Linked DNA regions of Sus scrofa: region 2 is linked to region 1. A link is a contact called in public Hi-C data. All regions are on one chromosome and are shown on one strand. The core of a region is the stretch at or near the end of the contact, and the rest is flanking DNA. Distances in the headings are between cores, read along the strand shown. Region 1 holds the start of ITGB5 (integrin subunit beta 5). Region 2 overlaps ITGB5 (integrin subunit beta 5).

Region 1 (5,557 bases), core at 1,890-4,389:
CCAACTACTTAGATATTTTAATTCTCCGTTGCCTCAGTAGCTAAATAAGCATGGAGAACAAGCAGGAGAGGAATACTAATTAGAGCTAATTAGACCCTGCCCTCTTCTGCCTCAATCCCCTTTATTAAAAGCCCCCCTAATTCAAGGATGCTGGCGCTAAAGTGTAAAATACCTAGGGGGTAAACAGCGGCCGATGGGCCAAACCCCTATTTGCATTTCTAAACCTTTGCTTGGTTACCTTAGGTGAGCCGGCAAACCCCAGGCCAAATTCTGTCGGTCTCACCACAGACCAGGGGAATCGTGGTGCCGGGGGAGTGCTGCCAACAGGCGTGAAGTAAATAGGATAAAGGGCTCTCCTAGGATTTAGAGCCTTCCAGTGTGCAGGGCATTCACTAAAAGAACATTTGATTTTTTTTTCTTTTTAATAAACTATGATAACAAACATGACTCCAGCTCTGGAGCCCGATCAGTGCCACACTCCTCCCCACTTCTTAGTAGAGAGCAAGAGCCTCACCCCAGAGAAACTCTTTTCTGACTGTGTGGGAAGACCTGTCTGGAGGCCCTCCACAAGGCGAAAATAAGAGCAGATGGGGTGGGGGGGCAGCCTGCCAGGGCTATGTTTGAAATGAACCCCCTTAAATTAAAAGACTGTTTCCTGCTGGAGTAAACACACAGATGAAAGTGTGGTGCAAGCAGTAGAAGGGCAACTTGGCCACTGATCTAGGGACTCCCAGGCAGGCATGACCCTGCAGATCACCGTTGGGTTTTTTTTTTTTTTAAACTGGGTAATGAAGGTTTTTCTTTCGAATCCTGTTTCTAGTAGCAAGACGGAAACAAACTCTGGAGAAAGTACCCTGCAGTGCTTCAAGAAAAAAAAGATAAGGGAAGGAAAAGAAAAACTCTTGTTTCAAACTATGCAGCTGGCTCAGCAACACTGGGAACCTAGGAGAGAAATCACACAGATATGTGTCAACCCCTCCTAACCTTGAGAAGCTCCAGGGCACTAAGAGGGAGGTGGCCAGGTCTGAAGGCCAAGGACAGCCTTGCTCTACCACGGCTCTGCTGCTCCACGGCTCGAGGACTGGCTGAGCTCTAAGCAACGGCGGCAGAAGAAAGGAGCACTGAAAGAGGTGGGATTAAATGGCCGTGGCTCAATGCTTTTTTCTCTTCCTAAGCTGCACCATGTGGGACAAAGGGCTCTGGACCAAAAAGCTATGAGGCTGATGGACAAGGGCAGTGGGCAAATCACTTCGCCCTCTTGGGCCTGCTGGAAAAATGAAGATCATGAAGAAGATGTATTTGAACTTTGAAAAACAGAAATCACAATGCAAATGGAAAATAATGTATTGAAAGAATTCCTTGCAACTGGAAGTGTTTAAGTTTTTATTAGAATCACAGAACGTCAAGCTGTAAGGGAATAAAGAAGGCATCTCCTTCAGCAATTGCCAAACTTCTGGATTTCACAGGTCATTAAGATTTAAAAACAACAGCAACGAAGAAGAGGAGGTAAAATGTTTATAGGACTGCCAGGTTTTTTAATTCTTGCCCAAATGGAAAACTACCCTTCATTAACAGTACATATTACTAAAAGAGGTTTTCTCACCAAAAATATAAAAAGAAATAATTTGAAATTAAAGGCCAGTCCATGTGAAGCAGGGGACTGTTGGCAACGATATACTACTCCTGTATGTGACTCAGGCTACATCCTCCTCTTTGCATTTCCCTGGGAACCCACAAAAACATCAGTGATCTGGCACTGGCTGCCAGATGGTGTTTGCAAACCACTGATCTACTTCAAGCTCTGGCGTGATAAAAGAAACCTGCTACAGTAATAAGTTTGAGTTGGGGGTCAGAAGAAAGTTTTAGTTTGCCCAGACCCTTCCTGCCTCCCAAAGAGAAACCTCCACTGCCTTTACATAAATGAGACACCATAGGGAAGAGCCCTCCCCTTCCCTCGAGCGTCAGACACCTGGTTCACAAGACCAACGTATAGTATCTCGAATTCGCAAGTAAACAAAGCATCTCAACACCATTATCTCCTACAGGAAACGAGAAAATTTGGAGCTTCCTGCTTTTGGAGGGGACGGAGTGCAGGTAGCTCATCTGCCTGGCAGCCCCAGCGCCCAGCAGAGCATCCTCCCTCTGGGGCCTCCCAACAACCCGCCACATCCAGCCCTCTCCCAACTTCGAAAACTTAAAGCAGGTTAACTGAGGGCTCCTCACCCAGCCGCCAGCCCAGGGCAGTGCCCTGCGAGGGCAACTGCACACCCGCTGCCCTCTGCTCCAGAATCCTTCAAAATCAGGGAATGTGCTGCCCGGAGTGTTCATAAACCGCAGGGTACAGCCAGGCAGAAGTTGTCAGATCTGGATGTTCCAGGTGGGGATGTGGTTTGGGGCCCAGGTCTCCCCCTCGGGTGTGCAACGGCTTGGGGGAAGGGGGGGTATATCTTCACAGGAAGGCGGCCGGCCTAGGAGCGGTGAAACTCTAGAATCCGCTAAGGGGCACCGGCACCTCCAGGAGACGAACCCTCAGGAGAAGCCGTGGCCCCACGCTTTGGCTTCAGAGAAGACTCCAAGTCACGCGCCTCCAGGTGCCCTTCGATTCTCCAGGGACCAGGGCACCGGGGCATCACTTGGCGCCTCCCTGCACCCGGGCCGCCCCGAGCCGGCCACAAGGGCCGCTTTGTGCCAGGGAGTGCAGAGCCCGGATCCCGACGCGGGGCGGCAGGCGGCGGCCCTCCCCGCGCACTGGGCGCGGGCGCACGCAGGCTGGGTCAGCAGACGGGCAGGGCTGTTTACACAGGAAGGCTCCTCCTTGCCCGGGAGGGGGCTGGAGGCCGAACGACTGCCCTCAGGGGCTGCGGCGGACCCCGCGCGCGGTGGCTCACGCAGTTCGGGAGCCGTCCACCCGGCCGTCCCCGGCGGCTAGCCACCAAGGAGTGCCCTGGGGACGCCTCTACTTTCAGACAACAGCCCCGGCCTCGGAACCTCCGAGACGCCCGCGGGCGGCTGGCTGCGCCACAAAGTTTCCTTCGGCACGGCGGGCGGCGCGGCTTACCTGGGAGCCGGGGCACGAGCGCGCAGAGCCCGAAGAGGCAGGCGTACAGGGGCGCGGGGGAACGCGGCATGGTGGGGCTCCCGGCTCAGCGGCGGCGTGCGGCGGGGGCCGGGGCGCGGGGGCGGAGGGCCGGGGGCCGCGGCCGAGTGGGAGGCGGGGGCAGCTGAGCTGGCCCGCGCCCTGCCGCCACCATCCCTCCCGCAGCGCTCTCGCCGCCCAGTCCCAGAGCCGCCGCTGCGCCGGCTCGCCGGCCGGGACGCCCGGGGTGTCGCCGCTCGGGACGGCCCCGGAGGGCGGCTCTGGGCAGGCGGATCGGCAGGCTCTGCGCTACGGCGGCGACTCTGGCTCCGGGACGCGCCCCGCGCTGAAGCTCCCCTGCGCGCCGGCACACTCTGCCCGTCGCCTCCGCCCCTTCCCTTCCTCCCTCAGGCCCGCTGGGGTCCACTTTCCTCCTCTCCTTTCTCCTCCCCTTCTCTCCCCTTCCCGGCCCCCGCCCGACTGCCACTCGGTCAGTTTACGGCGAGGCGGGGCTGCGCGAGCTCCGCCCCGCGCGGGGACCGGCCCGAGATTGGAGGCCGAGGGCGTCCAGGTGGGAGCTGCTTCCAGCGCACCTGGGGGCGGGGGCGGGGGCCGAAATCGCGAGGTGGGTTTCGGCGGAGCTTTGGTAGCAACTGGAGGCTACGGGAAGGGGGCGGAGCCGGCTCCGCAGGCTGGCGGAGGTTGCTTGGAGTTGGTGAACTTCAGCAGGGAGAGCGGGTCTGGGGAAATCGTCCTAAGGCGGTGTCGCCCTCCCAGAGCCGGGCTTGTCACGGCGAGGCGACGCCTTCGGTGGGGAAGAGAAGGCGCATGGGGCGTGGAGGCACTCATACAACACACTTTCCCCTCATTAAAGTTTTGCCCCGTTCTCGGATTGGAGACGGGCCAATATGTCGCTAGTTTGTGTTTCCCTTATCTCGATTCACCGGAGGTTTCCTTGAAGCCAAACTGCTGTTAAATTAAAAAACCAGATGCTTTGGCTTTTACCTTATCCTTACAGCTGAGCTGTAAAGTGAGGGGTGGGAGTGGGGAGCTTATCTATCTCCACCCCCCACCCCCAACAACACCTGCAAAGTACTAGGTGGGCTTAGGTTGGGCCATGACGAATGGATTGAGACTGGAATGATTTATAGGCAAAAGGAGAAGAGGCCGCCTGCGTATAGAAGGAAATAATGGGATGCCTAACACGTGCAGAGAGCACTGTGCTAGCCAGGCACTGAAATGTAAATACCGTGTTAACTCCTGCAATCCTCCCCACAACCCTGCTGTTATCCAGATGAGAAAACTGAGACACATAGGGGTTAATTGCCAGAAGAAGTACATTTTCCAAAAGTTCAAAATGCCTTGACTGAAAACAGAAGAAGGAACAAAGGAATCTGACCTTTACAGGTCAGGCACCAGTTGGATAGACGGCTCCCAGGGGACAGGCAGGGGAAAGTTCTAACTGCCCAGATTAGGGAATTTGGGGTTTAATTGTGCTCTCCCACCCCAAACTTTCCCAAGATGGTGCCCTGATGCCAGAGAAAGTAAACTTATTCCTGTGGCATAGAGTGCACAGAGGCCAAGCTCCAAATTCCACTTGAAGGCCAGTATTTCATCCTTAAACTGCATGCAGATATCATCATACTCTAAATATCTCCCATGTTTATCCTGATGTAAGAGTCATGTTTGTCCCCATTTTCCAGTAAGTGTGGTGCTGCAGAGGCTCCCCCTAGTTTATCTTGGGTCTTTCTGCCTCAGCAGGGTGGCCTGGGGGCTACTCTTTTTTTGAGAGGCAATGATTATAAATAATGGGCAGCCAGTGAAAGAGTTTGAACTGAGGAGGTGTCAGTGCCAAGTGGTGATTTTAAAAGATTTGTCCAGTGAGGATGTGATGGATCAATTAGATGGACAGAATGTTAAGTTGCAGAAAGTGAGTAAATACTGCATTGATCAATACTATAAAAACTTGCATTTATAAAGCATCCTCTAAGTTAAGGCCCTGTGGTATCTGATCTGTGTACCATCCTCCCCACCCCAACATGGTGCTTCACTGTTCAGACTTCACACACACACCCCTGTTTCCCGGGACTGCACCTGGAAAGTGCTGCAGCCAAATCATCCTCCTGTCCCATCAGGTGATTCCCAACCTGCCCAGACCTGCCATAAACCGCTGAATCCCAAGTGATGACATCATTCTTCCACAATCCATTATCTCAGAACTGGTTTAGAGATAGATGCCTCTTCTAATTCCTTCCAAGCTTTCGTTTTCTGGTTTGTGGCTATTTCTTGTCCAGTCACCCTTCATCCTTTTAAGCTGGAGAGTGGAAATGTCCTCCAAATGCTTTGGCTTCCTCTGATCAGCAAAGTCAGCGTGCCTGAGAGCCCCCCTCAGAAGGGAGACAAGGCTATACTTCCCACAGCCACTGGTACCGTTTTCTTTGTGGCTGCCTCCAGAACTTCCCAGTTCTGATCATTGGCTGA
Region 2 (5,557 bases), core at 1,153-3,652, 110 kb before region 1:
CCCCCAGGACCCCAATTCCCAGGACCCCCCCCTGCCCGCCTGCGCATTCTTCTCTAGATGGGCTTTCAAGACAAAAGTATTGCCGCCTGGGTCCAGCCACACCCATGGACTCCTATCTCCAGGGCCAGACCCTGGGCTCCCGGGGCATCTGATTAAAGGGGAGGGCCAGCGGGAACCACTATCCTAGAGACTCCCAGGCCCTCGCCCCCTTCCCCCTCCCAGACAGAGCTCCAGCAAAGGAGCTAAGCTCGAAGGGTCTGTAAAGTTTCTGTGGAGGGAGAGAGGGTCCTGACCCCTCTGGGGGACTTTGGGGCTGTGGGAGCATAAATGGGATGGTGGGGACTCAACTCCAGGGAGAAGTGGGCTGGAACAGAACAACCTGCTGACAGTGGCCTTGCAGGGACTTTGCGAGATGATAGTGCCCGGTGGCCCACAAGGAGGGTGAGAACCCCCAAAACAGGGCCTCCTTGGGAAAACAGGGCAAGGGAAGCAAGAGCCAAGCATGCTGGGAGGGCCGCCACCTCCCTGCAGCGGTGCCCTGGCACCAGAGGGTGGCAGGTGGCCTCACAGAGCCTTGGCCAAGTGGGGGACAGCCGCCCTCCCTACCCCCCAGGCCTGCGGCGGCCAAGGGAGCTGTGTGTCTGGAAAGCTCTCTGGCAAAAACAGGGAGGGATATACAACCGCCAGGCATCACCTTCATTATGATCATGTTTAAGCCCCTCGGGACAAGGAGACCAGCTACTGCATGTCTGGGGCAGAAACCGTGCAGTGGTGCGTCAGGCCTGGAGGGAGCTGGGAGCCTTGTATTAAGTCGCTCTTCTTGTACAGGCAAGGGACATGAGAAATCAATGGTAGTGGGGTCCAGCACCCAGGTGCCCTGCCTCTCAGACAAGTCCCTCCCGAGGCCTTGCTCCACTTTCTGACCACAAAGGAGCAAAGAACGAGCAGATGGTGGAAAGAAAGTACAAAACCGTCTTACCGGGCTTGTAACATGCTTAAGAATTCAGAGTTTCTGTTGTGGCTCAGTGGTAACAAACCCGACTAGTATCCATGAGGACATGGGTTCGATCCCTGGCCTCGCTCAGTGGGTTAAGGATCCAGCGTTGCTGTGAGCTGTGGTGTATGTAGGCTGAAGATACGGCTCGGCTCTGGTGTTGCTGTGGCTGTGGCACAGGCTGGCAGCTGTAGCTCCGATTTGACCCCTAGCCTGGGAACCTCCATATGCCACAGGTGTGGCCCTAAAGATAAATACATAAAAATAAATTAAAAAATAATATGCTTAAGAATTCAACTATCCCAGAATTGGCCACAAAATCCCACTCTCCTGGGAAGGCTTTCACGGAAACATCTTGCGGTTACAAACAAGGTGGTAGTTTTTGCATTTCTCCCGAGGCCACAGCCCCAGTGGGCAGGGAACTGCGACCTGGCTAGGGACCAGGAAGGAGTGGCTCCAGCTCTGCTTATTCATGCTGATCTGCTGCCCCGCCACCACCACCAGGGATTAACACATTGCAAAGAAAGCTGGCTGCTGCCAGTCTCTGCTCCGATTCACCTTGCCCTCCATCTGCGCCCCCTGTTGTCATGAAACCACAAGGCCGCTTCCAGGGAACATGCCCTGATCATCCGTGCAGACATTATCAGTTTAACCTGTGTGCTCCACGTACTCGGTTGAAACTTGTGATATGTTGTGCTCATGTATTAAAATAAGCCTGGCCTTTAAACAAACAGGTTGCTGAGACAGACTTTGCTCAGGGAGCCTGTTAATTGAAATCAGCTGAGGCTGAACATGAACTCACCCAAGGTGAAGGGTATGTTTGGTTAGTTCGAGAAAGGACAGATTGGCTGCTCTCAAACCTCAGAGGAAAAACGGACAGAAAGGGAGTTCCCTTGTGGTGCAACAGGTTAAGGATCCGGCATGGTCACTGCAGCAGTGTGGGTCACTGCTGTGACATGACTTCAATCCCTGGTCTGGAAACTTCCACATGCCAAAGGTGTGGCCAAAAAAAAAACCCCAAAATGGACAGGAGACATTCCAAACCTGGTGGGTCTCAGCAAAGCAGCAAATAGAAACAGCTTGACATAAGGCACTATCAAAAAGACTTTGCTTAAAAAAAAAATTACAATGAGGCGGTAAATGAGACAGAGGGTCAGTGTGGCTCGGACACAAGAGGGAGTAAGGAGGTTCATTTACCGCGTCTCTCTGCTCCTTGCTCCTCTGGAATTGCTTAATGGATACCAAATCACCCAGTCCACGTCTCTAGCAAATGAACGCTTTAAACATTTAAGGGGAAGGCTATCTCCTCCGGGGCCTTTTAACTGACCCAAGCCAGTCCTCTACCGCCTTGTGCGCCAGAGGAAGGGAAGCAACGGGCTTTATCAGCTTTTATTAGTTCCATGTGTGTTGTCCTAGCTTGCCCTCCACCCCGCATCAACTTCCTCTACCCCAAGGACTGGAGCCTATACTCTGAAGGGTTCTGCGGCTGCGAGCTGTGGGGATGGCACCTCCCTCAGGCATTAACTGGCTGTGAGTCCAGGCTCAGATGTGATTCCACTGCTCTGTGGGCTCCAGATCCAGGATCCTCCGCTCCTCCGCTGGGTGGCTTCTATTTGGACTTCTGTTGTTTCTCTGCTCTTAGCAGGTCTACAGAGACTCTGTGTTCCCTCTCCCTTACCCTGCCTGGCCTCTTCTAATCACACAAAGTAAAATCTGGCCCTGTCTATCTTGTCTCTCCATCTGCAGCCAGCTTTCAATTACCCACGGCTGGATTATTGTGGCCGATGTCCAACCAGGGGTTCTGCCGCCCAGAGCATCTCTGAGTATGGATTGACCGGCAGCCGCGGCAGCTCAGGGAGTACAGACTCCTCTCATTATGAACCCGAGCCAGGCATTTGGAAGGGCCATCTGCCAAAAAAATTGCACATTTGTGTCTCCCAGCCAAAGGGAAACAACGTCTGTATTATTATTTGTTTCTAGTTATCTGTGCCCCTCCCTCCTGGCCCCTTCGTGCTCGGATGGTGACGGCACAGCTGCTTTTTTGGCGGAATTCAACAGAAACTGTCACTCTTGCTTTCCGAGGACATCACTCCTGGATGTCTTCAATGCCCTCCTCTCATGCACACCCAGGCAGACTGGCAGAGCTGTGGGGAGGTCCACAGGGGAACGTGACCCCATGGCTGAGTCGGGGAAGGCCTGGAGCCTGCGTCTGGACAAGCTCTGCATTCAGCAGCGGCACAGAGACCCGCTCCATTATCTGTACAAATGGAGCAGAAAATTCAAAAGCCACTGCAGTTGGTTCCTGGCATGCCTTATCTAGGTCGGGTGCCCTCCCATCCAATTTACCTTCTGACTATGGTTTGTTTAAAGCAGCCTTTCCCATGTGAGTGGCTTGTGAAACCATGTTGGGAGATGTTAATGGTGGGGGAGGGCAGGAAGCAAATTCATTTGGAAAACAAGATGCATGGGGGGAATCCCTTTTGAAATACGCAGTGGCCCAATAAAGGCTCAAGAAGATGCTATGTTGGTACCAGAATCAGTTTAACTGCCTTTAACTCAGTGGTTCTGAACTTGCTTAGGAACAGAGTAAGAGTCTTGTTTTGCTGCTGCTGTTGCTCTTTTTTTTTTTTTTTTTTTTTTTTGCCATTTCTTGGGCCGCTCCCACGGCATATGGAGGTTCCCAGGCTAGGGGTCAAATCAGAGCTGTAGCCACCAGCCTACACCAGAGCCACAGCAACGTGGGATCCGAGCCGCATCTGCAACCTACCCACAGCTGACGGCAATGCCGGATCATTAACCCCCACTGAGCAAGGCCAGGGATCAAACCCGCAACCTCACGGTTCCTAGTCGGATTCGTTCCCATGACGGGAACTCCATGTTTCGCTTTTTATTTTTATTTTTTAAACAAAATCCCCATGACACCAGTGTTTCAAAGACACTATTCTAGTTAATGTTAGTAAGAGTTTCACTCTCCAGCAAGGCCGAGTGGGAAGGTGCCTGAGATGGGGAGTGAGAGGCTGGCCGGTGCTGAGGGCTGGTGGCCGGATGTCAGGCCTGGTCTGCAGAAGAAGGTGGGGTGTGGGGGGCAGTGGAGAGGGCTGTGGGGAGGGTCTTTACCTCTTGGTGCTGCAGGCGTCAGGGCAGGTCGGGCATTTCTCACACTTCTCCCCAAAGGCCCCTGGCTCCGTGCACTGGCACTGCCCACAGACACAGTGCCCCCGGTCGCTGCAGATCTGGCCATCCCTGGCCTGGCATGTGCTGATGTCTGTTGAGCAGTTACAGTTGTCCCCAATATAACCTGCGTGGCACTTGCATTCTCCACAGTGACACTCGCCATGGCCTAAAGGGACACACACAGCACATCAGCGCCTGCCTGCATGCACGAAGACACAACCAACAACCCAGCGCCTGCCATGTGCCAGGCACTGGGAATCCAACAGACTAAGATACTAACTGTGCCCTTGGAGACTGTCTGGGCCAGACACAGAGGCCTGGGCAGTGCATGTGGCCCAGCTGGGTCCGGTGCTGCTCCAAGTTGGTCCAGAACTTGACCAAGTCATGCCACTGGCCCAGGACCCCAGAGAGCTTCTTGCTGTCTACCTTGTCATGTGAATAATGGCCCCAGAACCAGGACTGTTACCTCATACAGGGCAGAAGAGACTTTGCAATGTGATTAAGTGAAGGATTTTGAGAAAGAGATTCTCTTGGATTATCCAGGGGGGCCCTCAATGCCACGCCACGCGTCCACATACGAGGAAGGCAAAGGGAGAGCTGACTCCAGAAGGTGGTGGCAAGGGACAAGGGAAGCAGCATGCTGCGCTGCCTTCTTTGAGGATGGAGGGAGAGGCCTGGAGGGGCCACGGAATGCAAGGAACGCAGCTCTGCCAGAGAGCAAAGGTGAGGGAGTGGAGCCTCCCCAGAGCCTGGGAGAGGGAGCGTGAGCTGCTGACACCTCGAAGACTGACCCCCAGAACTGAGAGAACACACCAGAGTCGTTCTCAGGCACCGGTAACTTGTTCCAGCCACAAAGGAAATCCAAACTGCTGTCTTGTCCCTCAGCCTCAGAGAGATGCTGATCCTTCTCTGGCCTTGGAGCCAAGGCCCCGAGCGGGACCATTGAGGGGCAGGCACAGGGAGCAGGAGCGGCGGACACTAAACGCACTACACACATGCCAGTTTATGGCGTGAACTGGATGGATCCTGCCAGCCATCCTGGGCAGCAGGGACTGTCATCATTCTTGCTTCACAAGTGATGACACTGAGACACAGAAAGATGAAGCAGCCTGTTGACGGTCAGACAGCCAGTGGACTCGGAGCCAGGACCCAAACAGGAAGTGTGGCTCCAGGGCCCATGGCCTGAACTCCCAGATCCACTGCCTCTCAGGAGAAGAGGACAAAGCAGACCCCGATCACGACAAGAACTGGCCGAGGGCCCCCTTGTCCCACCTTGCAGGAGGTACCCCTTCCACAGCCTGCAAGGGAGGAGGGGCTGGGCAGGCACTAAAGGCAGCGGAACTGCTGGGCTCAGAGGACTGTGTGCACAGGCACGTGTGTGTGCACATG

The links. Hi-C and Micro-C count contacts between places; a contact is called where the count stands out from the background.
Region 2: a contact with region 1 is called in a Hi-C map of liver, with 4 times the contacts expected there. The contact joins the enhancer-like site here to the promoter of ITGB5 in region 1. A contact is called at or near these places in 5 of 5 promoter capture datasets (fetal liver, fetal skeletal muscle, liver and 1 more), 16 of 47 Hi-C or Micro-C datasets (adipose tissue, alveolar macrophages, brain and 9 more) and 2 of 2 datasets of contacts at active chromatin or transcription factors (alveolar macrophages and skeletal muscle).

The regions. Positions count from the first base shown.
Region 1 is chr13:135,465,693-135,471,249 of Sscrofa11.1, reverse strand. ITGB5 (integrin subunit beta 5) reads right to left here and starts at 3,139. Exons shown (of 15, transcript NM_001246669.1): 1 at 3,059-3,139. The coding sequence starts at 3,128.
Region 2 is chr13:135,576,231-135,581,787 of Sscrofa11.1, reverse strand. It overlaps ITGB5 (integrin subunit beta 5), which reads right to left. Exons shown (of 15, transcript NM_001246669.1): 11 at 4,112-4,334. Among named protein-coding and RNA genes, the nearest start is that of UMPS, 72 kb to the left of the region's middle. Within about 2 kb of position 2,402, at least 40 of the 83 cell types and tissues checked have an H3K27ac peak or open chromatin away from gene starts, as enhancers often do. A contact at or near this core is called in adipose tissue, brain, fetal liver and 5 more, where this site is marked.